Regions from separate parts of the Mus musculus genome. Here region 2 is linked to region 1. The links are chromatin contacts, called in public promoter capture Hi-C maps. All regions are on one chromosome and are shown on one strand. The core of a region is the stretch at or near the end of the contact, and the rest is flanking DNA. Distances in the headings are between cores, read along the strand shown.

Region 1 (3,061 bases), core at 43-2,542:
AGGGACAAATTGTCTGCTTTCCAGCTTGTCATGTTAGCTTATTCTATGTCTCTTTATGATCCTTGCTTCCTCCTTCAAGGCTGGGGAGCCTGGGCAACAGCAGTGTTGAGTAACTCCCTTCTGTACTCCGAAAAGACAGAAAAACAAACAAGCAAACAAACACGGTGGCCCAGATAAACCCCAAGGGCTGCAGGAGGCCCAGCAGTGTGGGGCCACTGGCTTCTTAGAATGAGAAAGCTAGACTAAGTACTGGGGAGAGAAGAAAAGTGTTCCTTGCAGGTAGGGTAAGGATTCCCTTTAGTGACTGGCATTGAGTGGCTTCTAAATTTCATTGGGCACATTATAATCGGGGGTGGGGGTGGGGGGCTTGTTAAAGTGCAGATCTGGCCTGGAGCTTTAGAGTCTGTATTTCTAGTAAGTCTTCAAGCATTGACTCTGCTTTTGAGCTTAAACCAGGGACCACATCTTAATGAAACTGGTGCCTAGTTTAATGTCAAACAAATGGATAGATGAATAAGATGTTCAGCTAAGAAAGAAGATTTTCGGCTACCTACATTTCTAGTAATAACTGCTAAAACGCAGATTTCCAACTACAACTAAATTTGGAGTTACGAAATCAGTAGGTCTGAGGCGGAGACTGTATTTGCAGTTGAACACGCCCCTTAAGTCGTTTCTCTGATCCGGATAGTTGAGGATGGGTGAACTGTGAGATCTGAGGTGAAGACTAGGGCCTAAGGGGATAAGAATAGGTAGAAAAGTGTTTGCCTTTGAGGTAACTACTTGAGGGAGATCAGGGCCCCAAAGGGATAAGGGGACCAGGATGCCCGAAGGCTTCTCTCTGTCTCACCACTTGAAGACAAGGTTGAGCCACTCAGCAATGAAGGTGATCCAGAGCACGGAGATGCCCAGGCGGCGGGAGGCGTAGTAGGCCGCGGGGAAGCAGAACTGAAAAAGATTCTTAGGATCGCCCAGAAAGGTGACCCAGAGCCACATATTCTCTAGCCCGGGAAGCCGGTTCTGTAGTGCTTCAGCCATTATGATGCCCGCGCTCAGCGTGGACTCCATGGTGAATCAGGAGTCCTCTAGCCTGGAGCCCGTTGTAGGGTGCAAGTCGAGGAACCTTAGCAGAAATGAAGCGGCTACCTGCTGGCCCTCTAGAGCCCACCCTTTCTAGCCCCCGGCCCCGCCCTACCCGCCGGGGGTCTAAACCAAGCCCCACCCCCGCCCCGCCCCGCCCCCGCAGTCCCTGACACGCGCGAGTTGGAGCCGTAGCTGGTACTGTTTCCTCCGGCTTTCTTCCTCGGCCTTCCTCTCTACTGGACAGCGGAGGGGACAAACCTTTGCGAAGGCGTTTCCTCAAGGCCCCACGTGGCCGCTGTTGCTAGCACGTGGGCTGCCAGCGTAGTGCAGAAACCCGCTGCTGTTCCGGGTCAGGGGACCGATGAACCTGGGAACCAGCTCTGTGTCCCGGTTCCTTGTTCTGCTGCTGCGAAGTCGATGTCTAATCTCCAGGGCGAGGGTTTCTTCTGGATCTGATCTCTGTTTTCCAACATCACTACCCATTTTTCTCAAATCTGGACCATTTGGAGAGAAGGGAGTCAAAGCCCGACCTCCAGTTGCACACAGTCTTAGTTGACATCTACCTGTCTCTAGCTCAGGATTCTCCCATTCTATTTCATCCACGTCTTCCTTCAAGAATCCAGAGCTTAACATGTGTGTGTATGTTATGTGCGAGAAACTTGCCTTGCTCTCACCCCTACCACCCTCCTGCCATTTAAAATTCTTATTGGGCAGCTAAATCAAGAAAGAGATAGTATTTCCATGAAAAGAGGAAGGGCACACGCCTACAGTTTTTGCATTATTAGGAGGGACACAGTCCTAGGGGAGATCTGCTTAGAGCAAAGGAAGGAGCCTGTTGATATACTTCTTTGATTTCTTTTTCCCTCCTTTCTTTGCACGTCCGTGGCGAGGTGGGAGTGGGGAGTGTTTCTAGACAGGGATTGCTCTTAAACTCAAGAGATCCTCCTGCCTTTGCCTCCGGAGTGCTGGAATTTAAGGCTAAAAGCATGCACTACCATGCCCCATGCCCGGCTTTTTGTTTGGTTAGTTTTGTTTTGTTTTTCAAGACATGGTTTCTATGTGTACCTCTGGCAATCTTGGAACTCACTTTATAGACCAGGCCTAGCTCTCATATCCAGAGATCAGCCTGCCTCTGTCTCCCAAGTGCTGAGACTCCCAAGGGCATGAGACCACACCCTTGGATTTCTTAGTGTCTCAAGCAACTTTGTTCTTGAAGTCTGAAGGGTGGTTGAAAATGAAGATATGAAATAAAGAAAGTGTTTTTTAATTGCTTCAAGAAGCCAAAATTTCACACAGATGTTTTTTGTTTGTTTGTTTGTTTAGACATATCCCTGGCTGTCCTGTCACTATGGAGACCAGGCGGGACTTAATTAAGTTCAGAGATCCACCTGCCCCTCTCCCTCTGCTGGGATTAAGCTCTAGTTTATTTATTTTTGAGGTAGATCTGGCCCAGGCTGGCCTCAAACTCCCAATACCTTAGGATTGCTGAGATTATAGGTATGGACTATCCACTATTTACCTATTTATTGTGTTGTTTAGATTTGTTTGTTTGTTTGTTTTAGGTTTTTTGAGACAGGGTTTCTTCTGTATAACAGAGTCCTGGTTGTCCTGGACTTACTTTGTAGACTAGGCTGGCCTTGAACTCAAAAGATCTGCCAGCGTCTCCCTCCCTCGTGCTGGAATCAAAGGTATGTAACAGCACACCCTGCCACAATACCTACTTCTTAAGGACTCTGAGATCTGCTCTGGCTCCAGTCTTTACCTTCACAACTTTACCAATCTATATCAGCATCCTGATTTAAAATTGTTTGATACCATCTTTTGACCTTCACAGGCACCAAGCACACACGTGGCCCACATACATCCATGCATGCAAGATACGTATAGAAATTAAATAAATAAACTTAATAAACTTTTTTTAAAAAGTTTAAATGTGTGTAGTTCTGAGTAATGTCATGAGATCTGGATCTAGGATCATCCC
Region 2 (2,964 bases), core at 406-2,905, 480 kb before region 1:
CAACGCCGGCAAAACTACCATACATATACAAAAAAATAAATTATTGTTTTCGTTTTCTCAAGACAGGGTTTCTCTGTGTAGCCCTGGCTGTCCTTGAATTCACTTTGTAGACCAGGCTGGCTTCGAACTCAAGAGATCTGCCTGCCTCTGCCTCCCGAGTGCTGGAATTACAGGTGTGCACCAACACTGCCTGGCTTAAATTTCTTTTTTAAATTAAAAAAAAATTTTCCCCATGTCCAAAACCAAGTGTGTACTGTGCAAACTCTAAAATATTCTCCTCTGGACCAGTCGGTTGGGCGGCAGGGTGCTTGCTGCTGATCCTGAGGACCTGAGTTCAATCCTGAGGACCTGAGTTCAATCCCTAGGACCCACGTGGTGGACGCTGAGAACTGAAAAGTTCTCCAACCTCCATCTGTTGTCATGCCACGTCTCTGTGGCCCCTCCACCATAAAACCACCATAAAATAAACACATATATACATATATATGTATATATAATTTAAAAAATTTTGGTGTCTATACAGAACTTAATAATAATAATAGTAAAAGAAGCCCGTTTTCCCCAGCTTCTAATTCTGACTGGAGTTTTTTTTAACATGTATGGGACTGGAGCTGAAGGTCCTGGGTTTGCGTTTGGTGGTGGGGAAACTACAAAGGGAGCGGGGTGGGGAGAGGATTGGGGGGCGGGGTGGGGAGAGGGTTGGGGGGGGAGGGCTGGGGGGAGGACGAGCAAAGTCTTGAATTTGTTAATGGACCTGAGACTTGTAGCAATCATAGAAGGGCGCCGAGCCGGTCAGCATCATGCTGTTGAAGACGTCGGATAATCTATTGCTGGTGTCGACGCTGAGGTTCCAGCACCGATTCGCGCTTCCACGGAACGCCGCCGCGGCCGCCGCCACCTTCGGCTGCTCGGAAACGGGGGAAAAGCCGGGTGGTCACGGAGCGCCGCGCAGCTGGGGCTGTAGCCTGGGCCGTCTAACTGCAGATCCTTAGGGGACACTAACTCGGGCCCCCCAACCCCGCTCCCTCGTTTCCTCTTCAAGCCCTCCTCCCCACCCCGTCACTGCGCCTCAGCTCTGAGACGCGCGACGGCGGCGGCAGCGGCCCTCGACGGCCCTGACAGACGCCTCCGCGCCATTGCGACTGGCTGACCGAGGTGGCGCCTCCGCTCTGAAGCCTCTGGGAGGTCAACCCTCGCCCAGACTCGCGACTTCGCAACCCTCCCCCACTCGCGACTCGGCCCGACGACATGTTGGGGCTCCCCCACCCGCGACCCGTAATCTCCCGTGTCGCCACCCCGCCACCACCCGGGCCTCCTTAAAGAAGAAGCACGCTGAGGGACGCGCCTTCTCCTCAGCGTCTCTCCCGGGGGCTGCCATCCTCGAAGTCCCCCCGACCCCCGCCAGTTACCTCAGGTCCCTCCCTCAGGCCTTGGGGGTGACGGGGCCGGCAGGTGTCTCCGCCGCTCACCTCCATGGGGGCCCCCCAGCTCCTCCTGAGCTAGTTAACAGCTCCCGGGGTACGGGGGTGAGGGAGGACGTCGAGGCCCAGCTCCCTCAGCCCGCACCCCACCGCTACCGCTGCCGCAGCCGCCGTCGGCGCTGCCAGGAGCCGCTCTGTGGGTGGGGGGCCGAGCCGAGACGGTGCGACGAAGAGGCCGTTACATTGCTCCCCGCGCCTCGCGACTAGGCACCGGCCGCCGGCGCCCCGCCCACGCCCACGCCCAGGAGGCCCCTCATCTCGCACCCCTCATTGGCCCGCGGCCCAGCCAATGGGCGACCGCCTCCAGGGTCTGTTGCCCCCCCAGAGACAAGACTAAGAAGGAGCAGTTAGCCGACTTCGCCCTAGGCTTGCTCTCAGGCCAGGGCTGAAGATGTTTCCCGCTCAAAGGAAGCTCGCTCGGGATTGGCCAGAACGGACGAGCACAGGCCCGCTGATTGGCTGATGGGAGGCGCGCGCGCCTACTGGCTTGGTAGCGGTGGTTGGGAGATTAGAGAAATCGCACAGCAACAGGCCGATGACCCGAAAGCCCTCCGCCCGGCACCCGAGGGCACCCGAGGCCAACATCTTCGTTTTGGGTCTTGTTCTCCGCCCCTAGTTCCCAGAACTCTACAGAGCCGCCAGCCCAGTAGACTGTTGTAGCCTTTTTCAGAGGGCAAAGAAACGAAACCCTTGTAGAGCTTAAATGGTGAGAGCTGTCCGCTGTCCTGGGACCAGGTTTCCTTTAGGGTGAAGGTGTTTTGACTATTAAATATGAATATGACTTTTCAAGGAAACTTCACCCTGAATTTTTGTTTGTTTTGTTTTGAGTTTGTTGTTGTTATTTAGCTAGTAATAGTAATTTAGCTAAAAATAGTTTGCTGTTTTCTAGCTATTCCGGCGACCTTACGAGATGATGACATAGTCTGATTAGGGTCTTAGAAAAATGCAAAGTCCTCAAAAATGTGTGTATGCGCGAGCACGGAGAAGGGGGGCACTGAAATTTTAAAGGAGTAAACACAGGCGTTTTAAGGGTGTTTGCACTTCAAATCAAAATTTGAGACGCACCGGATTAATCATTTAGCTCGGGCACTAATGAGGTAGATTAGGGGGATGAGTTTACTGGCCCACGCAGACCTGACGGTTTTTTCAGATGCATAACCATCTATAACTCAAGATGGGGAATGACAGAGGAAATACACCATATCAAACTCTGGCTTCCAACACAGACACAAATGGGCAAGTACGTGCGCATGGGCACACACACACAAACTTTAAAAAAGAGATTTGGTGTTGGGGTGATAGTAAATTACTTGCCGTCAAGTATGAGAACCTAAGTCTCATCTTCAAAACCGATGGCAAAAAAAATCCCAGGTGTGATAAATGTGTAATCCCAGCGCTTGGGAGGTCCAGTTGGATCACGGGGCCTCACTGGCCGACCAGTGTACCTCCTCAGCAAGGACCTATCTCCAAAGACAAGGTGGGG

Evidence for each region. Promoter capture Hi-C pulls out the DNA fragments that hold promoters and counts their contacts.
Region 2: a promoter capture Hi-C map of embryonic stem cells shows a contact between it and region 1, with 2.2 times the contacts expected there. The contact joins the promoter of Meioc here to the promoter of G6pc3 in region 1. A contact is called at or near these places in 1 of 39 promoter capture datasets (embryonic stem cells) and 1 of 9 other capture datasets (adipose tissue).

The regions. Positions count from the first base shown.
Region 1 is chr11:102,187,930-102,190,990 of GRCm38.p6, reverse strand. It overlaps G6pc3 (glucose 6 phosphatase, catalytic, 3), which reads right to left and starts at 1,292. Exons shown (of 6, transcript NM_175935.3): 1 at 848-1,292. The coding sequence starts at 1,065.
Region 2 is chr11:102,664,276-102,667,239 of GRCm38.p6, reverse strand. Meioc (meiosis specific with coiled-coil domain) reads right to left here and starts at 1,655. Exons shown (of 8, transcript NM_001127576.2): 1 at 1,410-1,655; 2 at 755-904. The coding sequence starts at 1,475.